Linked DNA regions of Salmo salar: region 1 is linked to region 2. Evidence: chromatin contacts called from public Hi-C data. All regions are on one chromosome and are shown on one strand. Each heading gives the region's core, a stretch centred on a gene start, on an enhancer-like site or on the middle of the called end of the contact. The rest is flanking DNA. Distances are from core to core; before and after follow the strand shown.

Region 1 (4,210 bases), core at 943-3,442, 150 kb after region 2:
ACACACACACACAGCACCACAACAACAGGGGATTACTCATTGTGTTCAATATGATATTGATGTTGAGTATGGTATTGAGTATCGTGATGATAACCCTGGTATTGGTATGGAAATCAAAATTCTGGTGTCGTGACAACACTACTCTACACACACCTGAAAGTTCATGGAAGATGCCCAGTCCTTTTCTGGTCTGTCCATGAGATGTGGTTGGGTTGCCTAGCCTGACGACTCACACTAAAGTCATCATTGAAGTCGTTTGTGGTGACGATGGGTGTTGTACTAAACAAAGTAATCCATTTGATCGTCTCTAACAAATCAGAGTATCAAAGTCAAACCGCCGCTTTATCCTTGCGTCTTCTTGACCAATCAGACGTCTCCGAATGTGTTCACATTTGGTGAGGGGTCAGGCAAGTACTCAGATCCAGATTCGTTGTGGAGAAGAAACTAACGTCCACAGGCGTGCCGTAGCGTTTGGCTGGAGGAGTCTGGGTAGCCTGGCAAGACATTACTGTGTGTGTGGATGTCTGTTGCCGTATAACCCTCACTGCAGAGAAAGAGCGGGAGAAGCCACAGGGACTGCAAGCTGTTGGCGTTGAATACGCTGTTCACTCTGAAATTGAAATAGGCTTTTTAACCTTAAGCCCTCTCCTCTGGGCCCAGTGGGGGCAGCTCTCTGGAGTACTTTTAAAAAGCCTACAAGAGTCGCTCATTCATTTACTGCAGCGGGCGTAAAAAAATACTGTGTTTTATATAAACGGTGGGAGGGGGGTGCTTTGGGGTAGAGTACTTGAGGGTGGGATGTGTGAGAAGAGGAGGGTGTGTGTGGTCTTGCTCTTCTACCCTCGTGGGGACCTGAAGTCCCCACAAGGATAGTAAAATGAGGAAAATTCTCCATCGTTGGGACATTTCCGCAATCCCGACGACAACAAAGGCTATTTTGGGGTTTAGGTTTTGGGCTTAGGGTAAATAGGATTTTGAAAGGAAATACATTTTAGGGCCTCACGAGAATAGAACCGCGTATCTGACTGCGTGTGTGTGCAGTAAGGGGGAGTGGTGTGTGTCTGCCCTTTCGGAAGGAGGACTGTCTTTGGCGTGTGAGACGGGCTAGGTGGTGCCCCTGGAAACACACACACACACACACACACTTGTCTTTCCTACTCTCATCTCAACAAATAATCACTTGTCATCGATTTGCTGGGAAAATTGAGGTTTCAAACCTCAGTTGGTCATTTAACACGGACATCCTCCATAGATAAGTTTGATTTCACACATAAGAATAATGGAAAACAAAACCCCAAAAATTCTGAACATCCCTGCTTCAGGCAAGGATACAGCGGGGCTGTGTTTGTGTGACGTTATGAGTGTCTTTTGTTCTCCTGATTGTAACTGTTGCTATGATAAAGCATAGTGGAGAAGCAGCAGCGGATCTGAGCCCTACTCCTGAGAGAGCTTGTTTCTCACTGTGTTACACTGTAAACATACAACTGGCCACGCCTCTTTTGGTGCACTGTGCCAAACCACAGGAATTCCCTCTTTCTCTCCCTCTTTCTCGCTCTCTATTTTCCCTCTCTATCTCTCATGTTCCTGCCTTCTCTGAGAGGCCAATGGGAGGCTGTGTCAGGACTACAGAACCAGTGAGAATCCCAACACTGTCTGTTAGACGTGCCTTCAAGTCTCCCCTGCCTTTCATTCTCTCTCTCTCTCTCACACACACACACACACACACACACACACGTTTTAAAACATTTTTCTCTGGTCTATTCTGAGGTAGCTGTTTGTAATGGTTGTGAATGAGACAGAAGTCTGGCATTAGAGCGTGATAAAGGAAGGGGGATTGTAGGAAGAAGTGTGTGTTTACTGAGGAAACGTCTGGCCCTGTGCTTTGCTTCTCTTTCTCCCTCTTAAATCCTGTGAGCAGGGATTCTGCTGAACACTGGCAGGCATTGTTAAAGACATCTGGGTGAATCTCGCTTTGATTTCATAATCCAAGTCTCATGCTCCAGATTAGAGTCTTATGTAAAAGACACCTGGCTTTTTACTTAATTTACTGCTAAGAATAGAACACACACTAACTCCTGCTAGTTGCTAGCACCAAACACGGATCAGGATTTACTGTGGCAGGAGCTCCTGCCTGTGTGAGCATGCTTGTCTTTGTGGGACTGGATGACTTTGTGTGTGTGAGAGACATGATGACTGGGTTTTGGTCTGTGACTGTGTGGCGTGCTGGAGTGGGCGTCTTGACTCTGGGGTCTGTGTAAACCACAGAGCAGTGAGGTCTGGAAATCATCACACTGGATGAGGGGACTAAAAATAGATTGGTGGTTTAAGACTTCATTACATGTAACATTTATATTTCTGCAGCGCGCTGTTTGATTAGCATTGTAGTGCTGATTTCGAGACGTGCCTAAGCCCTCAGTCTTAGCTGCTCATTGATTTCCTCCTTCACGCTAATGAACACTGGAGCCCAGCCCACACTGAGTGGTGGAAGGCAACAGTCGACTAATTAGCTTCTCTTTCATCCCTTCCCCCACCAAACATTCACTACTACACTGGATCCAACACTCTCTCATCTGACTGTTATTAAAGCACAACATTTTTGTGTCATTTTCTGGCAGAGTGAGAGCCCACAATGACTCACTACAGAGGGAGAGTGCTGTGTGTCAGGATTAGTGTCAGGACAAGTTTGCGTATAAAAAATAACATGACGGATTTCAGTTTTGCTTATCTTTTTCAACATTAAATGCATTATGAAATAATGACTAATTATTTTAGTGGAAATTCCAAAATGAACATTGAATTGCCAAAACATTGAAAACACTCTCTTTGTCAGGTCCACATTGGGTAGACGTCAATAGAAAAAGAGGACATTACTATGAAATAATATTTCAGTTGTGTGTATTACTTGCTTTTATTTGATGGTGTTATTATTTTTCATTATTTAAAGCCATCTCATCTCTTCTCAGGCAGTAGCAGGCAGCCAGCCAGCCAAACATACATGTAACGTTCTCTGTACTCCCCATACTGGACTCTCTTTGAGTCATCCTATTTAGCTAGGCTAGCTTGCTAGCTAGTAGCTGCTTAAATATGCTGCATAGTTGTCGAAACGTGGTAATTAGCTACTATGGAATTCAAGTAATTGAACTAACGTTTGTCAATTAGTTGTTTAATACCCCCCCCACCCACCCCACCAAAAAAAAAGTTGGTTAATTGCTCAGCACTAGTCAGTGGCTGTACTCAAACTGCCTATATAACAGTAACATGGGGCAGCAGCCAGATCTGGGTTCAAATGGTATGTTTTCTTTCAAACACTGAGCGGATGATTAAGCCTGCCTGGTTTGACAGATTTGCCGGGTTTTCACTTTTGTGATTATTCCGTTGGTTCCATTGTGCCAGGCAAGCTCAATCAAGCACAAGTACTATTTGAGCTCAGATCTGGAGGTCAGTCAGACCTAGACTTGTCTCTGGACTCAGAAAGCAGAGCGGCCTTCATGTCCTGCTGCTGCTGTGTGTTAGACTGAGAGAGAGGGTGCAGGCAGGGCCACAGCCACTCAGCCTGATGAGCAGAGCCCTGGCCGGACACTGGGCAAGACTGAGCACACATCACCAGCACCATCCAGGCTGTTGGTGCTGCTGCCAATCCCTGCCCTGTCACACACACCAGCCAGTAGCATCGCCTGCATAGCTGCCATTCCACACATCCTTTCAGTTTCGCACAATGGAAAAAAATGAATGTCTATTCTCTCTGGATCTCATTATATTCATCGCCAGATTGTTTCTACCACCAGTGCTACTTAATAGCAGTCTGTTGTGTGACACCACAATACTCCATTTTTTTCTTTAGCAAAGCCTTTTCAGATGATAATAATGAAGATGGTCGTGTTGCAGTGCTCTGGTTGCTTGCGTTGCTGTATTGAAAGGTCAGGGTCTCGGTTGAATTGAAGACCTTTGTTGTCCCAAACCGATTTGCGCTCTGTGAGCAGATGGGTCTGACATGGCCAGTAGTGTGACCTTTAGTAGTTACCTACCCAGAGAGAAGAGCCTTTACCTGGACACTTATTCAGAAAGAGCCCATGTGGCTCGGGTAGCTGTGGAGGTTCAGAGAGAAGAGCCTTTACCTGGACACTTATTCAGAAGGAGCCCATGTGGCTCGGGTAGCTGTGGAGGTTCAGAGAGAAGAGCCTTTACCTGGACACTTATTCAGAAAAGATGT
Region 2 (4,009 bases), core at 815-3,314:
TAAAAGGCTAATTCAATTTTTTTCATTAAATAGTACCCGCAAAACAGTCGTCTCAACGTCAACAGCAAAGAGGCGACTCCGGGATGCTGGCCTTCTAGGCAGTTGCAAAGAAAAAGCCATATCTCAGACTGACCAATAAAAAGAAAAGATTAAGATGGGCAAAATAACACAGACACTGGACAGAGGAACTCTGCCTAGAAGGCCAGCATCCCAGAGTCGCCTCTTCACTGTTGACATTGAGACTGGTGTTTTGTGGGTACTATTTAATGAAGCTGCCAGTTGAGGACTTGTGCGGCGTCTGTTTCTCAAACTAGACACTCTAATGTACTTGTCCTCTTGCTCAGTTGTACACCGGGGCCTCCCACTCCTCTTTCTATTCTGATTAGAGCCAGTTTGCGCTGTTCTGTGAAGGGAGTGGTACACAGCGTTGTACAAGATATTCAGTTTCTTGGCAATTTCTCTCATGGAATAGCCTTCATTTCTCAGAACAAGAATAGACTGATGAGTTTCAGAAGAAAGTTATTTGTTTCTGGCCATTTTGAGCCTGTACTCGAACCCATTGGAAGACAGGAGTGATGGTTGCTGATAATGGGCCTATGTAGATATTCCATAGAAAATCTGCTGTTTCCAGCTACAATAGTCATATACGACATTAACAATGTCTACACTGTATTTCTGATCAATTTGATGTTATTTTAATGGACAAAAAATGTGCTTTTCTTTAAAAACAAGGACATTTCTAAGTGACCCTAAACTTTTGAACGGTAGTGTAGGTCCAAGAGGCTTGTAAACAGCTTCTACCCCCAAGCCAAACTTTTGAATGATAGTGTACATAATACCTAAATTACCTCAAATACATCGTACCACTGCGCATTGACTAGGTACCGGTACTCCTTGTGTATATAGTCTCATTATTCTTATTTTATTGTGTTACTATTTCCTTTTCAATTTTTTGCACGTTTTTCTTACTTTACACTACATTGTTGGGAAAGGGCTCGTAAGTAAGCATCGTAAAGTCTACACCTGTTGTATTCGGCGCATGTGACAAATAAAATGTTATTTGATTTACTCTGATTACATACAAAGAGTCTACACATTAACCTGAAGTGAAACAAATGGCAACCGCACAATAACACAGTGACCAGCTACTGTATTGACAACGTGGTATCTATGTCTCCATATTTGGCTATGGCTAGATTCAACACACAATGTAATTGTAGATCATTTGCTTATTCCCATCACATATTTGTGATGGGAAATATGATTGGCAACCTGTTTGCAGCTCAAGTGAAGCATTTTCAATGAGAACCCACTGGAGGCTCTGTTTTCCAACCGAAAACTGTATGAGGAAGCTGAAATACTGTATATACTGTACTAATAGTGATCAGACATTTTTGATTCCAGCAAAGTATGAATTGACCAAAAATGTCAATACATGTCTCATAACGTGAACATTACTAAGATAGTGCTCCATGTAGAAGACTAGAGGCAGGTAGCCTAGTGGTTAGAGCGTTGGACTTGTAACCAAAGATCGAATCCCTGAGCTGACAAGGTAAAAATCTGTTGTTCTGCCCCTGAACAAGGCAGTTAACCCACTTTTCCTAGGCTGTCATTGAAAATAAGAATTTGTTCTTAACTGACTTGCCTAGTTAAATAAAGGTAAAATAAAATAAAATAAAAATAGATGCTGCTAACAACAGTATAATCTGAAGTCAAGGAAATAGCAAAATTAATAATTTCTTGCAATTAAATATTACCTCTTGTTGTACTGTCATAACTCCTGTAGTAAGGTTATTAATAGCTTAGAACACTATTTTTTTATTATAATGATGAGTGTTGTTATAATGATGATGTGTTGTTTTATTGCTATTATTGTTGTTGTTTTATTAAAGTAGTTGTAGCAGAGAGAGAGAGAGAGAGAGAGAGAGAGAGAGAGACGACAGGGAGGGGACTAGTTTGTGTGGCTGTGTACATCGTAGAGTGCAGTAATATAGCCAGTGCAGTTTGTAATCGGCATCATTCTCGAATTGTGTTGGAAGTAGTTCCGGGTATTTTTGTGTAGCAAACGACAGAGTCCCGGATGTTGGTTGTCGAGAGGAAGGCGAAAGGGAAAAGGCGGAGAAGCCGAAGAGGGACACCACGGGCACATCAGTGAGGGCACAGCGGGTCTAATCTAGGACAAACGCCAGAGAATAGGCACCTGAGGGACTTTCTTGTTGAAGATCAGGTGGAAGAGGAGTGGGCAGTTACTTCAACACTTCCCTGGACAAAGGCAACGACCATATATACCCAGGGTAAGTGAGCTGTAAGAACATGGGAATGGAAGTTGAACTGAGGCCCATGAAATGGACGACTTTCATGGGGAAGTGAGCTGCACTGAAGTTCTGGGGATTGAGTTCAGAAATCAGGGCCTCTTGTCAGTTTTCTTTTTGCTGGGACGGAGCCTATGGGGACATCATTAGTAACGATCCAGGTAGCTCGTTGCCAATGAACTAACATGATAGCATGGGTCATCATTTTAGCTACGTTAGCTAGCTATAACTCTCGAACTTGACAGCTAGCTATCTAGCTAACGTTAGCTTGCTAGCACCATTGATAACTGAGCAACTTTGACAGCTAGCATTCGTCTTCCACATCTTTAACTAGCCAGTTAGCTAGCTACCAAGCCATGTTGTGAAGAAAACCGAACCTCTTTTGACATGGTGTGTTGCTAGCTATAATATTAGCCAGCTGTTTAGCCTTGCTTCTGTAACGTTAAGTGGCAAATGTAAGATAATTTGGGAATTTTCAGGTTAATCCAAACTGTCACACGCTCTGTGGTTAGATTGACTGGTTGGTCAACTTGGTCCCTCACACCTCATTAACTGTTAGAATGCGGTTCGTAGTCTGATTGTGGGATTTCCCCATATAACGATGGTAGCTAGTCTAAAACAATCCAATTTGATGTCTAATAAAAAAACGAATGCATTGGCAAAATGTCACTGGCTAGTTTGGCTACTAAGAATCATGAAAGCACTTGAGGGCAAGGCTGTGTTGATTCAGGTTCTAGTATTTTATTTGCACAATTTTGGAAACTTAATCCCACAAAAAGAGATCAGGTCTGGTTTGTCTTAATCACCCGTTCTTTAAATAGCAGCTACAGTGCTGTCTGCATGCACATGCAGCCCTGAAACTGCTGTTGAAGTTGTTCTGTTTTCAATAATGACTTGAGTCATTTATTTTATTTCACCTTTTATTTAACCAGGTAGGCCAGTTGAGAACAAGTTCTCATTTACAACTGCGACCTGGCCAAGACAAAGCAAAGCAGTGTGACAAAAACAACAACACAGAGTTCCACATAAACAAACGTACAGTCAATAACACAATAGAAAAATCTATGTACAGTGTGTGTAAATGTAGGGAGGTAAGGCAATAAATAGGCCATAGTGGTGAAATAATAAAAATGTAGCATTTACACTGGAGTGATAGATGTGCAGATGATGATGTGCAAGTAGAGATACTGGGGTCCACGGAAGGATTGTTGTATGGCACTGAAGCTCGTTTGGAGGTTTGTTAACACAGTGTCCAAAGAAGGGCCAGATGTATACAGAATGGTGTCGTCTGCGTAGAAGTGGATCAGAGAATCACCAGCAACATGTATGTATGTATGTATGTATGTATGTATGTATGTATGTATGTATGTATGTATGTATGTATGCGTGTGTGTATGAGAGAGAGAAAAGTCGGCCCGAGAATTGAACCCTGTGGCAGCCCCATAGGGACTGCCAGAGGTCCGGACCACAGGCCCTCCGATTTGACACACTGAACTCTATCTGAGAAGTAGTTGGTGAACCAGGCGAGGCAGTAATTTGAGAAACCAAGGCTTTTGAGTCTGCCGATAAGAATGTGGTGATTGACAGAGTCGAAAGCCTTGGCCAGGTCGATGAAGATGGCTGTACAGTACTGTCTTTTATCGATGGTGGTTATGGTATCGTTTAGGACCTTGAGTGTGGCTGAGGTACACCCATGA

What was found. A called contact is a pair of places that touch in the nucleus more often than the background predicts.
Region 1: a Hi-C map of muscle shows a contact between it and region 2, with 5 times the contacts expected there. The contact joins the enhancer-like site here to the promoter of LOC106565962 in region 2. A contact is called at or near these places in 2 of 3 Hi-C or Micro-C datasets (gill and muscle).

The regions. Positions count from the first base shown.
Region 1 is chrssa12:83,566,894-83,571,103 of Ssal_v3.1, forward strand. All of the region lies in intron 5 of LOC106565962 (forkhead box protein J3), which reads left to right. Among protein-coding and RNA genes, the nearest start is that of LOC106565961, 13 kb to the right of the region's middle. Within about 2 kb of position 2,193, at least 1 of the 13 cell types and tissues checked has an H3K27ac peak or open chromatin away from gene starts, as enhancers often do. A contact at or near this core is called in muscle, where this site is marked.
Region 2 is chrssa12:83,415,453-83,419,461 of Ssal_v3.1, forward strand. It overlaps LOC106565962 (forkhead box protein J3), which reads left to right and starts at 2,065. Exons shown (of 12, transcript XM_014133654.2): 1 at 2,065-2,294.